Linked DNA regions of Mus musculus: all the other regions are linked to region 3. A link is a contact called in public HiChIP or PLAC-seq data. All regions are on one chromosome and are shown on one strand. The core of a region is the stretch at or near the end of the contact, and the rest is flanking DNA. Distances in the headings are between cores, read along the strand shown.

Evidence for each region. HiChIP or PLAC-seq counts read pairs in DNA pulled down with a chosen protein or histone mark.
Region 1: a contact with region 3 is called in an H3K27ac HiChIP or PLAC-seq map of T-cell acute lymphoblastic leukemia, with 6 times the contacts expected there. The contact joins two enhancer-like sites. A contact is called at or near these places in 4 of 115 datasets of contacts at active chromatin or transcription factors (T-cell acute lymphoblastic leukemia, double positive thymocytes, embryonic basal ganglia and 1 more) and 1 of 9 other capture datasets (embryonic stem cells).
Region 2: an H3K27ac HiChIP or PLAC-seq map of T-cell acute lymphoblastic leukemia shows a contact between it and region 3, with 6 times the contacts expected there. The contact joins two enhancer-like sites. A contact is called at or near these places in 4 of 484 Hi-C or Micro-C datasets (B cells, the C2C12 cell line, embryonic heart and 1 more) and 2 of 115 datasets of contacts at active chromatin or transcription factors (T-cell acute lymphoblastic leukemia and double positive thymocytes).

The regions. Positions count from the first base shown.
Region 1 is chr5:36,443,207-36,447,283 of GRCm38.p6, forward strand. No RefSeq gene overlaps it. Among named protein-coding and RNA genes, the nearest start is that of 2210406O10Rik, 20 kb to the right of the region's middle. Within about 2 kb of position 2,000, at least 30 of the 459 cell types and tissues checked have an H3K27ac peak or open chromatin away from gene starts, as enhancers often do. A contact at or near this core is called in T-cell acute lymphoblastic leukemia and double positive thymocytes, where this site is marked.
Region 2 is chr5:36,412,812-36,416,873 of GRCm38.p6, forward strand. No RefSeq gene overlaps it. Among named protein-coding and RNA genes, the nearest start is that of Sorcs2, 17 kb to the left of the region's middle. Within about 2 kb of position 2,395, at least 64 of the 459 cell types and tissues checked have an H3K27ac peak or open chromatin away from gene starts, as enhancers often do. A contact at or near this core is called in T-cell acute lymphoblastic leukemia, where this site is marked.
Region 3 is chr5:36,004,407-36,008,241 of GRCm38.p6, forward strand. No RefSeq gene overlaps it. Among named protein-coding and RNA genes, the nearest start is that of Gm52811, 79 kb to the right of the region's middle. Within about 2 kb of position 1,900, at least 36 of the 459 cell types and tissues checked have an H3K27ac peak or open chromatin away from gene starts, as enhancers often do. A contact at or near this core is called in T-cell acute lymphoblastic leukemia and double positive thymocytes, where this site is marked.

The DNA.
Region 1 (4,077 bases), core at 750-3,249, 440 kb after region 3:
CTTGGTAGAATGAGAACCAGTCGAGCTCCCTGGTTCTTGACAGCCCAGGGCACCATGCTGAGGCACACCCTCATTCGACAGTGCAGGAGCTAGGATGCTGAAGTTTGTCATTTACCCAGGATGTGCATCCTAAGTTCTGGCTCCAGCCCAGGACATGGGCCCAGTGAGAATAAGGCTGGGGCCAAGCTTCTGGGTCACTCCGTAGGACAAACTACAAGGCTGCCCAGTGGGCAGCTCAGCATAGGCTCCGCTTACACAGAGGGGATATCTGTGGACCCATTGGCTCAGATACTGAGCCACTCCGTCCATCACTGTCTTGCTCCATTCCATAGACTTTCCATTGGGCTATAGAGGTGAAGGGAATCCCCTTTATAGAGAAACAGAAGCTGCGAACAGAGGTGTTCTGAACTTTGAAGGTTTGGTAGCCTGCTGTGGCAGAGGCAAGGCTTGAACTAAGCATCCCAGGTCCTAAGCCTCCTGTGCCATAGCCCTGTACCCAACAGTCATGTACATGGAGGACCATGCTGTAACCTAGGCAGGACAGTGCTTAGATGTTGTCGTTGTTGTTTTTCCTGTTGCTGTGACAAACACGATGACAGAAAGCAACCCAGGGGAAGGGGGCTTATTTCAGCTCACAGTTCAAGGTGCAGTCTACCATGGTATCTTGTACCATCAAGCTACAAATCAAGGCAGCAGGAGCTTGAAGCAGTTGCTCACACCACATCTGCAGTCAGGAAGCTGAGGTGATGTTGCTGCTGCTGCCCAGTTCCTTTTCTCCACACAGACAGTCCAGCCCCAGCCAGGGATGGTGCCGCCCACTATGGGAGGCTCTTCCCACCTCCATTACTGAAACCAAGAAACCCCCCACAGACATGCCCAGAGGCCTGTCTCCCCAGTGACCTAGAGACTATCAAGTTGACCACTAATGCTAACGCCAACCGTCACAACTTTACTCCTTGGCAGCTTGACTCCCAGACACACCACTTTTGAGCCATAAGCTTCCACCCTGCACATCTGCATGTACAGAACACACATGTATGTGATCTCATGCATGTGCATACACGTAAGTGCCTTCATACATATGCTTGCACAGAGCATGCATACAGACTTCTCCACTCATGTGTCCACAGAGCATATGCGTGCATGCCCTTGCACAGAAAACATACGTGCACTCTCATGCGCACAGGCATGCAGAGGGTGCCTGCACAGTCGGACCGCAAGGGGGTGGGCACCAGCTCACTTAGCACCAGGGCATTGCCTAAGGCTCAGAAGGTTAAGAGAGCCTTATCCAGTGCCCCAGAAGAAGCCCAGTTAAGGTGGCTCAGAGGAAGCCAAGAGGAGCACCATAGGAGGAGCCACAGAGGAAGGTGCTGTGTGGCTGGGAATACCTAGTCCTCACCTTGCCATCCAGCTCCCTTGGCTGCTCAGCCTTGCAGGGTCTGCAGGCCACACATGGTCCTGATCAACCCCCTCAAAGGCCTTGGGCTTCCAGTGCAGAGCAGCAGGAAAGGGTTGCGTGGGTTTTCCTTCGGCTGGCACCATGTTGGCAGAGTACCTAACAGCTCAATTCAGTGACAGCCCCAGGGAGGCCACATTGAGCCAAGGACACCTGACCTCCCCCAGGGACACAAAGCAGCACGGTACAAGGTTGCTCTTCCTGAGCCCTGAGAGGCCATACCCCGTGCCATGATCACCTCAAGGTGCACATTTGCCTTCTGGGAGGAATACAGACTGAGGGTCCAAAAGGGTCTCCTCTTTCTGGCTTAAGGGCATAGTGAACAGGACTTGTTGCACTGATTTCTCAAAACACAGTGTGTGAAGAGAGCTCCAAGAACAAAGGAAAATCAGGACTGTATTTTAAATGCTTTCTTGGCTGAAGTCTGCAGTAAGAGTGAAGGCAGGCAGGCTGCACCATTCACACCCGCTGGCTCCAAGCTGAGCCCCACTGTGCCCCGTTTATCACCTCAAGGCAAAGCATTTGTTTCCAGACAGGGCCAGACACCTGGCGAATAGGCCCAGAAAGACCGGTAAATCAGGCTGACTTGGAGGAACTGAAGGCAGGGGGTGCAGAAGGAGGCTGGACTCAACAGGGCATCGGGCTCTGCCAGGCCTCTGCCAGCTCGGCAATTATCCCAGTATGAGGGAATCAGCAAAGTGATGGGGGTGAGTGCTCCCAGCAAGGAAGCGGGGATGAGGGAGGACAGAAGGTAAAACAGTTCCGTCAGAGCCTGGGGCAGCCGCCCGCCGCCCAGGGGAAAGCAAGGAAATCCCAGTGTGCCCATGCCAGGAGGAAGCAGGGCACACAGGGGACATGGAGAAACTGGGGTGGGCAATCCTGGACTGTGGCTCAAAGGAGGTGACAGCAGAATTAGGGCCTGGATAGAAAGATGGCTAACAGCCAGGCAAAGGGAGCCTGGAGCAGGATCTCCAGAGCTAGGAAAGGAGTGGTCCAGGAGACTGGGTGCCCACGGAGGCCCAAGGCTGGGCAGAGGCTCTTTGGATCTTTGGTTACAATCTGACTACCAGAGACTCCCCAGCCTACACCAGCTCTTCCCTATGTAGAGGTTGGGGGAGGGGTTGGGTAGGTGGGGGAGGGGAGTTGGTTCTGACTCCAACTCCTGAGAGTTCCTGCCTAGCCTCCATAAGACAGAAAGCCTTCCTTCTTAAGACCCTCCCTGCCCATTCCCATCCTATTGCAGCCCCTTAAGGAGACACCTGTGGCTGTCTTTCAGTTGCCCTTTGAAGCTAGCTCATAGATTGTTGCAACTGACCTAGGCTCTTCCTCTCTGAGTACTCCCCAACACTGACGCAGCTCTATCCTAGCCCACCCCCTACCCTGACAGCTCTGCAAGCTGCAGTAGGATGGACCCTCTCAGTGTTCCAGGTGGAACTGCTGGGTTTGCTCACAGGGGATTAGATGGCTGCCTGGAGAAGCACAGGCTAACGCGCCCTTAGAAGACATAGGGTGGGAGCCAGAGAAACAGTCAGTAAAGTGCTTGCTGCACACACAGTGGGCCCTGAGTTTGATCCCCAGAACCAATGTGGGAAAAGCCAGGCATGGTGACACATGTGTGTGATCTCAGCACCCAAGAGGCAGCGACAGGAGGATCCCTGGGGCTTGCCGGCTAGCCAGCCAGGCTGAATTGGCAAGCTTTCAGGCCAGTGATGGACACACATGCAGTGAGAAGACACAGGGCTGCATCATCATGGTCTCAGATTTAACACCACCACAGAAACAAAAACATGGGCGGCAGCAGTAACAACAACAACAAAAGTGAAGGGCACAGGAGATTCATCAAACCCAAAGCTCCCTTTGCTTATCAAAGGACAAGCTCGGGAGCAGGAAGACAATGAGGAAACACTTTAAAGCACACATCTGCCAAGAGATCTTATCAGAATGCTTAAAGCAGTCCTGCAATGGAGGCATAAAGAGACAGCGACCTCGGCAGGTGTTCTACAGAGGCCTATGAAGAGATGCTGGGCTTGCTCGTTAGCCAGCAGAGAGCTACAGATCAAAACCAAAAGGATATAATGACATGAGTCCACAAGGCCAGGAGGAATAAGGATGTGGGGGTTGCTCTGGAAGTCAGTCTGCTCCTTTCTCCCGTAGAATTCCATGATGTGCAGCATGCCAGTTCTGGGTGCAAACCTATAGTGGTGAATCTCCCCCGTCAGTCTAACTGGATTCAAATTCACATAGGAGATGCCTCGGGGCCTGTCTGTGAGACTAGCACCACCGGCTGTAGTCACAGACTGAATAAACAGGAGAAAGCAAGCTATGCTCCAGCAAGCTCTGCTTCTTGACTGGGAAACACAATGTAACAAGCTGCCTCCGGCTGACAGAGGACACTGTGTAACCCCACTGCCTCCTGCCGCTGTGCTATCCCACCAGGATGAACTGCACCCTCAAACTGTGGGCCAAAACAACACCCTCCCTTAAGTTGCTTCTGTCCAGCATTTGTTGTAACAGTAAGAAAAGTAACTAATATAATATCTAAAAGAGATGAAAGCCAATGTCCACACAAAGGTGCACACACAAAGGTGCACACACAGATGTTCAGAGAGGCCAAAAGGTCG
Region 2 (4,062 bases), core at 1,145-3,644, 410 kb after region 3:
CACTAAGTGCCATCAAGCAGCACCTGAGGATGGTACAGCCCAGCCCGATGTGGTGACATACCGGGTACCACCTAAAACTGACTCTCACAGCAGGGATGCATCTCATAAATATCTCCATCCAAGTGAAAGCAACGCAGACAGAAAATCCCCACAGTGTCTGTGTGATTCCATTTATTTGAAATTTACAGGACACAGCAAATAATGCAGTATTGCCCGGGGCTAGGGTGGGAACAGTGGCTGCTTGTAAATGAGACCCGGGTAGGCTGCCAGGTACTCCTTAGCTGGACTGCAGGGTGACTGCACACGGTTATAACTGGCCAAAAAATCACCGAAGGGCGGGCTTTAAGTGGATAGACTTTATGGTGTGTAAGTTATGCCTCAATAAAGCTTTCTTTTATAAAGACAGAAATGTGCTTCCACATTGGCTGTCATTCCATGTGGGTCTACCCCATGTTGGACAGAGTGGAATGACTGTACCTATAGCCACTGGTGGCTGAAAGGCCAACAACATGTCCCAGCCTTCTTGCAGCCCCCTACCTCTGTTAGTAGCATCCCATTCTACAGGTGAGAAGAGTGAGGCTCTGAGACATTATGTACACTGTGCCAGGTCCCATAGCCCACCAATTGTCAAAGTCTTACCTTGAACTCCACAGCCTTCAGCCGCAACCCCACCCTCATCCTCTATGCGACGGCCTCCAGATCTAAGGGCCTTAGCTTCTCCAGATCTGAGCCTGCTTGTCACTGAACACTCATCTGGGACCACTCTGTCATAGCCTTGTCCTGCTCCTTGGATCCCTGGGGTGGTCCTCAGTCTCCTCACCCCAGGATAACTCTTCTCTGACTTCAGCTTTCCCAGCTCCCAGACTGGTCCCTTGCTCAGAGGTACCTACCCTCGGAGGCTCATCTTGATCATTGGCTATTGGCACACCTGCCTTACACATCCACTTCAACCTGAGAACCACTCCAAGCAATTGTGTTCAATAATAATTGACATGTGCCTATCACAAAGACGTGTCTCCCACTTTGACCCTAAGAAACTCTGGATATAACATTATCTGGAAGCAGGGTCCTTGTGAGTAAGATTTGCTAGGAATTTCAAGGTTAAATTCAAGCAGTCTGGTTCAGGGTGGATCCTAAACCCCTGACATCACATGGCCTTATAAAACATAGGAAAGAGAGCTAGAGAGATGGCTTAGTGGGTTAAAGCACTTGCCTCACACACCTGAGGACCTGAGTTCAAATCCCCAGAACCTATGTGAAGCCCAATGTGAAAGCACGTGCCTAAAATGCTGTCTTAGTCATAATTCTATTGCTGCAAAGAGACATCATGACCACAGCAATTTGTATAAAGTTTGCTTACAGTTTGGAGGTTTAGTCTGTTATCATCATGGTGGGAAGGGTAGCAGTGTGCATGGCAGACATGGTGCTGGAAGACCTGGGAGTTCTACACCCAGATCCACAGGCAGCAGAAAGCAACAGCAGGCCACTGGGTCTGGCACACTTTCCCCAATGAGGCCACGCCTCCTGGTTCTTCTCAAGTAGTGCTGCACCCCAATGACTAAACATTCAACTACATGAGCTTATGGGGGTGATTCCTATTTTAAACCACCTCATGTTTGTAAGCGAGATGGGCATGAGGACAGTAGAGTCCCCTGAACTTGCAGATGCAAACAGCAAAGAGATGAGAGCCCTGGGTCAAGGTTTGGGTTGTCCTCAAGCATTCCTGTGTGTGCTTTCACAAGCAAATGTCATACTACATATATGCAGTAAGAGAGGGAAGGAGAGAGAGAGAGGGAGAGAGAGAGAGAGAGAGAGAGAGAGAGAGAGAGAGAGAGAGCAGCCTTGGAGGGAAGCCTGTGGAGAGCAAGTGAAGAGGCTGGTGTAGTGTGCCTACAGTCTGAGGCGCACAGACCTCAGCAGCACAGCAGCAGAAGGCAGACAGCGGCCTCTTCAGACTCCCTCACAGACAGGAGTCTGCCTGCCCACACTTTGACCTTGGACTTGTAGCCTTCTCTCCTGTGACAGAACGCTGTGGTCATTTGTAAAGGCAGCTACAGGATAGGAAGGTAGGACCCCACACCCCAGCAGTGACTCAGCCTCAGCCAGTTCTATTCAGAGGAACCAGATTAGTCTGGGCCAGAGCCTCAGCAAGGCTTTGAGTTGTCAGCCAGAGCACCTGCCCTGAGGCCAGCAGGCATACAAGGCAAGTGATTTTATCCTTTCTGAAGACTCAGATGTGGCGCAGTGGCCCGAGGGCCACACCTGCCAGCTTGCTGCCCCCATTTCCTTGTGGCAAGCTCTCTGCTGCTTTTCTCAAGAGGCTTCTGTCACCAGAGCCAGCAGAGGTCTCCTGCATGAACCAACTACCGCAATCAGAATGACAGGAAACAGGGAGGTGGCATGCTCCCACACAAAGTGACTCATGATGGATGGAAGCTGTCAGTCAATTCCTGCTCCCTGTGGTGTGCAGTCTGTGGAAAGGCACAGAGGACTCATGGAGGAAGCTTTTACCTTCATCAAAAGAAGGAGCCGAGGACTGTGGGCTTGCTTCCCTCCATATCTAAGAAGTTCACACACACAGCTAGAAGAAAGCACATTTTCAGGGCAAGCCAAAGAGAAGAGCAGGTTTTGGGCAGTGTCTCCTGGTGGGATTTCCTAATGGAGTTCCATGATAGCAGGACATGACAGCCTCCCCATTGCGATGGGTGACTTCGTGTCCATGTGACAGTGAAATTCATACAAGTGTTTCAGCATGGCTCCTGATGTATCTGTGGTAGTGTTTCTGGGTGAGAATCCTATATGATTACAGCCACACATACACACACACACACACACACACTCCAGGGGGAAGAAGGATGGCATCCCAGGGACCAGGGTCTGGACAGAGTGGGTGAAGTAGGAAGGACCCTGCCACCTGCTTTTACTAGGATGTGACTATCCCTGCTCTTGGCACTCCCATGACTTAGGCCTTCAGACCCAGACTGGGGTCTACATCAGCCGGAGTGGCTGCTCTCAGGATGTCACAACACCACAGGCTCTTCCAGCACTCCAGCTTGCAGGTGGCACATCATGGGTTACACAACCTCTGTAATTTGTAATGAATACCATTCTTGAATTGATAGGTAGGTAGGTAGGTAGATAGATAGATAGATAGATAGATAGATAGATAGATAGATAGATGATTGATAATCAATAGTTAGGTGATAGGTAAATGATGCATAGATGATAGATAAAATGATAGCAGATACATGATTGATAATTGAAAATCAATAGTTAGGTGATATATAAATGATACATAGATGATAGGTAGATAAATTGATAGACTGGTGATGATGATGATGATGATGATAGACAGACATTTGAGAATGAACAGGTGAGTGATGGGTTGGCTGGTAAGTGGATGGATGGAAGGATGGATGGACAGACAAGCAGATACTAACTGTTGTCTCTCACAGCTATGTGACTGTGCCTGATGACACTGGACTACCTGCTAGGAATGGCTGGACGGGAAGTTCTGTGATGTGTATATTTTAATTACAACTTGTGGGTTCTTTTTTGTTGGTTTGAGACAGTCTCGCTGTGTAGTTACAGGCTGGCCTGATCTCACAATCCTCCTAACTCAGCATCCCAGCTCTCACTTCACTGGCCTTCCTTCCCATGCCTCTCAAACCGTGCAGATTGTTCTTTCAGACTTTAAAGCTCTTCCTTGCCAGCTCCAGCATGTTTCAAGGCTGGGAGAGTGTGTCAGGCAGAATCTTCCCTGAGCAACAACTAAGGGGAGGACGATCTTGTTCCACCTCTCGGTGGTTTCTGAGGTCTCAGATGTTGGTCCCATCCCTTGGGCCTGTGGTGAAAAGGACATCACAGCTGAAGAGACACCAGAGCAGAGAAGCCGAGCAGCTTGCCTTGTGGCACCAGGAGACTGAGGAATAACAGGAAGGAGCCAGGGCATGATACACCCACAAAGACACACCCCTAGGCAGGTACCTACTTCCTCCAACCAGGCCCCATCTTCCACGGCCTCCTCTAATAGCCAACTTAGATGCTGAAGTCATCAATGAA
Region 3 (3,835 bases), core at 650-3,149:
AGGAGCCTTTATGGTTTCTCAGGGCTTCCACGGGCACATGCCAGCTGATGGCTGGCTGGTGGATCAAGCATCAGAGCAGAGGTGGGAACCTGCCCAGGGAGGTCCTGCCCACACTGGGGACTGCTACCCTGAAGGATGCCCAGAGGAGAGAGCATGATAGGTCCAGCAGGAGCTGAGTCTAGGACCTACTACTGGGCTTGGCATCTGGATGGAGAGCCATTGGGTCTGAGTTTCTGGGGAGTGTGGTAAGGGATGTATGTGTTGGTGGTGTTCAGGGGCATGGGTTAACCTGGAGGTCCATTCGAGCCACTCATGGCTTAGGTACTGGGTAATGGGCGCAGCCCAGCCATTGATCACAGGTGATGGAGGATCTTACTGCATTGGATCTGGAGATGGGACCCAGACTTCAGGGCAACTGTGAGGTCACAGAGCTATTCATCAGAGAAATTCAGTTTGTGGGGGCCCCTGGGGCTCTGAGAAGGAAGAACCTACCCTCACTTGTCCAGGGTCATCCATTGAGACCTAAGCATTGGCCAAGTGTCACTGAGCCAGTTTTTAAGTGATGTCTTTGGTTTTGGAGTCCCGGTGGGCTGGATGAGAATGAGGGGTCTCCTCAGTGTCATTTAAAGCAGAGGATGACTGAGTGCTTGGCCACAGAGCCCCCTAGGGTACTTGTGCTGTGGCTTATAGTCTGTAACCCGCTGTCACAGAGCCTATTAGGTGCACAGCAGGAGCCTCCGCAGGAAACACTATTAGATGTCTGTGACTTGGGAAGTTTGTGACAGAGACATGGGTTTTATAAGGCTGTTTAAAAACACCTCTCTCCTCATGGGAAGGCAGTCAAGAGCTCAGGTGGGAGGCACATCTGGGATAGAGGCTCCATGGGAGGAGACAGGTATGCATTCCTCCTGAGCTGAAGGTGGGAGCCAGGCAGTACAGGAACATGGTGAATGCCCCAACAAGGACCCTTCGTAAGCACCAGGCAGAGCAGAGCAGCTGTTTCCTGCCTAGGGTGCAAGCCTCCCCTCTAGGAGTCTAGCTGGCCCACAGTGTGGCTCTCTTCAGGCCCACCTGTCTCTAGAAATGCCAAGTGACTGTTCTTGTGCAGACTGGCCAATCCAGAGCCTGTGCCCCCTGCTTCTAAGGGATGTTTGCCTCAGCGGTCTGCCAGATGTGATGCTGAGTGCTACACATAAGACATACTGCTGGTTGGATCTCTGAGGAGCAAAGTGGGGGTCTAATAAGACCAATATGCCCAATCCGTTTGCTGTATCTGGAATGATTGAAAAGGGAGATTAAGGGATCATGGAGGCACCTGAATGGCTGACAGCACAGCTCAGGGAAACCACTCCCAAATCTATACGCATGAGAGAGGCTTCTATCCCCTTTGCTACACAGCATAGGCTTGCCTTAGAATGTCACTGGGCCAAGCTCATATCACACCCCGTAGGGGACCTACAAAGCGGTGATGTCTAATGCCCAGCAGCCTTGAGATCACAGTCTGTCCCTCTAGTGGGCTTACAGAGTGCACAATTGGTTGCAGGTATGTCCACCTGAGATACATGGCTAGGGTGGGACAAGGACTGCTGACACACAGGGAGGGCAAAGAACTCACACAGCCTGGAAAACTGCAATTCATTATCATAGCCCACTGCCTGCATCCTAGAACTAAGGTTGGACCACTCCACCCGATGCTTGCTGCTGACCCTGCATGGTCCAGGCACACTGTACCATGACAACATCTCTGGTTGTCTCTTGTACCAGATGCGGGGACCCTTGGTAGTTCTTGTCTACGGGTGCGCTGGCCATCTTGTCTCTTATGTCTATATTTGGAGGCAGTACTCCTGCTTTATAGCTGACAGGCGGAGCAGAAGGCACCAAAACACACCAAAGGGCTTCCTGTGCTGGCCACGTGATCTGATCAAACCCTCTAGACCTCACGGGAAGAAGGCATGGAGTCTGGAGGTGCTGCAGCCTTTCAGTAGCCTGAGGACACACATACACCACTCTGTCAGCTCAGAACACCATAGTTAGGGTGGTCTCCACTCGGTTCTGTGATCCAAATCTGTAGAGGCCCTCCTCCCTTTGCCGACTTTCCTGCTTGCCCCACCCCCATGGCCATTTTTCTCTCTTCCCCAGATAATTTCCTGTCTTCTGCTTCCTCAGTATCCCCACCTCACTTCTGACTTTCCTAAGAATACAGCGTGCCCAGCACATCTGGCTGCGTTGCCCTGTCCTGGGAATGGGCCCAGCACATCTGCCTGTGTTGCCCTGTCCTGCAGATGGGTACCTTCTGCTCTGGGCTCCACCACACTTGATCTCCGTGGCCTCACTGTGGTGTGACTCACTCGTAAGCTGGCTGCTGTCCTGTCCCAGCCTACCCCTCTCCCCAGGAGCAGCACATGGGCCCATTAGGCACTGGTGGGGCTCCAGCATTTTATACTCCACTTCCACACTGTCTGTTCTCTTGAGCTTGACCGTGCCTGTCTCTTACTCAGCACCCTGACAGGCCCCAAACTAGGCACTCAGTGACATTTTTCTTCAGCCAGAAGTGAGTCCCAGTGGTTTTGTCTTCAGAGCACACTCTCACTGCAGCCACAAGGTCCTGGCTCCTTTCCTAGTTTCCCATCTTGACCTGAGGGCCTATGGGACCATGTCCCTCACCTGATCTAGTTCTTGCCCAGGGCTCTCTCTCCCTTCTCATCTCTTACCTCCCCTGGTCCCACCAATGTAAGGACCAACTCCTCCTGGTCCACTTTAAGATTGAGGCATATCTAGAGCCCAGAGCCCAGGAGGCAGCTGCAGGAACAGGAGGCGCTGGGCGCTGTCCTCCTTAGCTCCCAGCTGGTGCCTGCTTGCCTGGCTCTGCTCTCAGTTTATCCAAGGTTGGAAAGTCACAGGCAGCTATGGGATGGAGCAGAAACAAGGGAATCGTGGGATTCAGGAGGATTGGGAGTTTGGGGTAGGGATTATGTTAGATCACTGAAGTTTGTACCTCTCTGAAGAACTCGGCTAATGCATTCACAGGGGCAGGGAACTGTGATGAGAAACATAAAGACTACCATTTTTTTTTTTTCACTAAATCTGTGCACCAGCCACTCTAGCCCTTTCTCTAGGCTGACCCACAACTCTGTAAGGTCATAAAATTAACTGCGTCACCTTCACTACTCGGAGTCTCTGGTGCTCTTACTATGACGTGAGGACTTGTTTCCCATGCTGGTCCCTGCTGTGACCATGCCAGTCACCCGCTGTGGTCATGGGTGGTCTGAGCATTCTTAGATCTGGCTGGCACCGTGGCTAAGGGTCTCGCTCCACCGTGGAATGGCTTGCACATCTGCTTCAGGGCCACTGCCAGAACTGTCCTGTGAGCTGTGAGGTGCGCCATGTGCTGGAGTTGATGCGCAGCCAAGACTGACGCTGTCATTATGGCTGATTTGTCATTGCCCCGGTCATTGTCATGCTGGCAGGCACAGCTCAATACTGCCTCCTGAGCCCAATACTGCCAAAATCTGGGCAAGTCATTAGCAGAGCTGAACGTGTGGGCCACAGTGACACCAGCTGCAGGCTGCCAATGCGGCCATTAGCCCAGTGGCAAGCCAGAAAGTCCTGGCCTGGGCCAACTGCCATAGGCATGCTGAGCCTGGGATACCTGTGATAGACGAGGGAACATCACCACCAAGTTCCACTGAACATAACCACACGTGGCTGCTGTCCCTGAGGAACCTCCATGATTAGTGATCCTGATATGAGGCAGAGCAATCATGGATGCCTCTCTGTGGAGATGAGCATCTCACAGCTCTCACAGAAGGAGCATGGTGGTACAGGTCTGCATGGT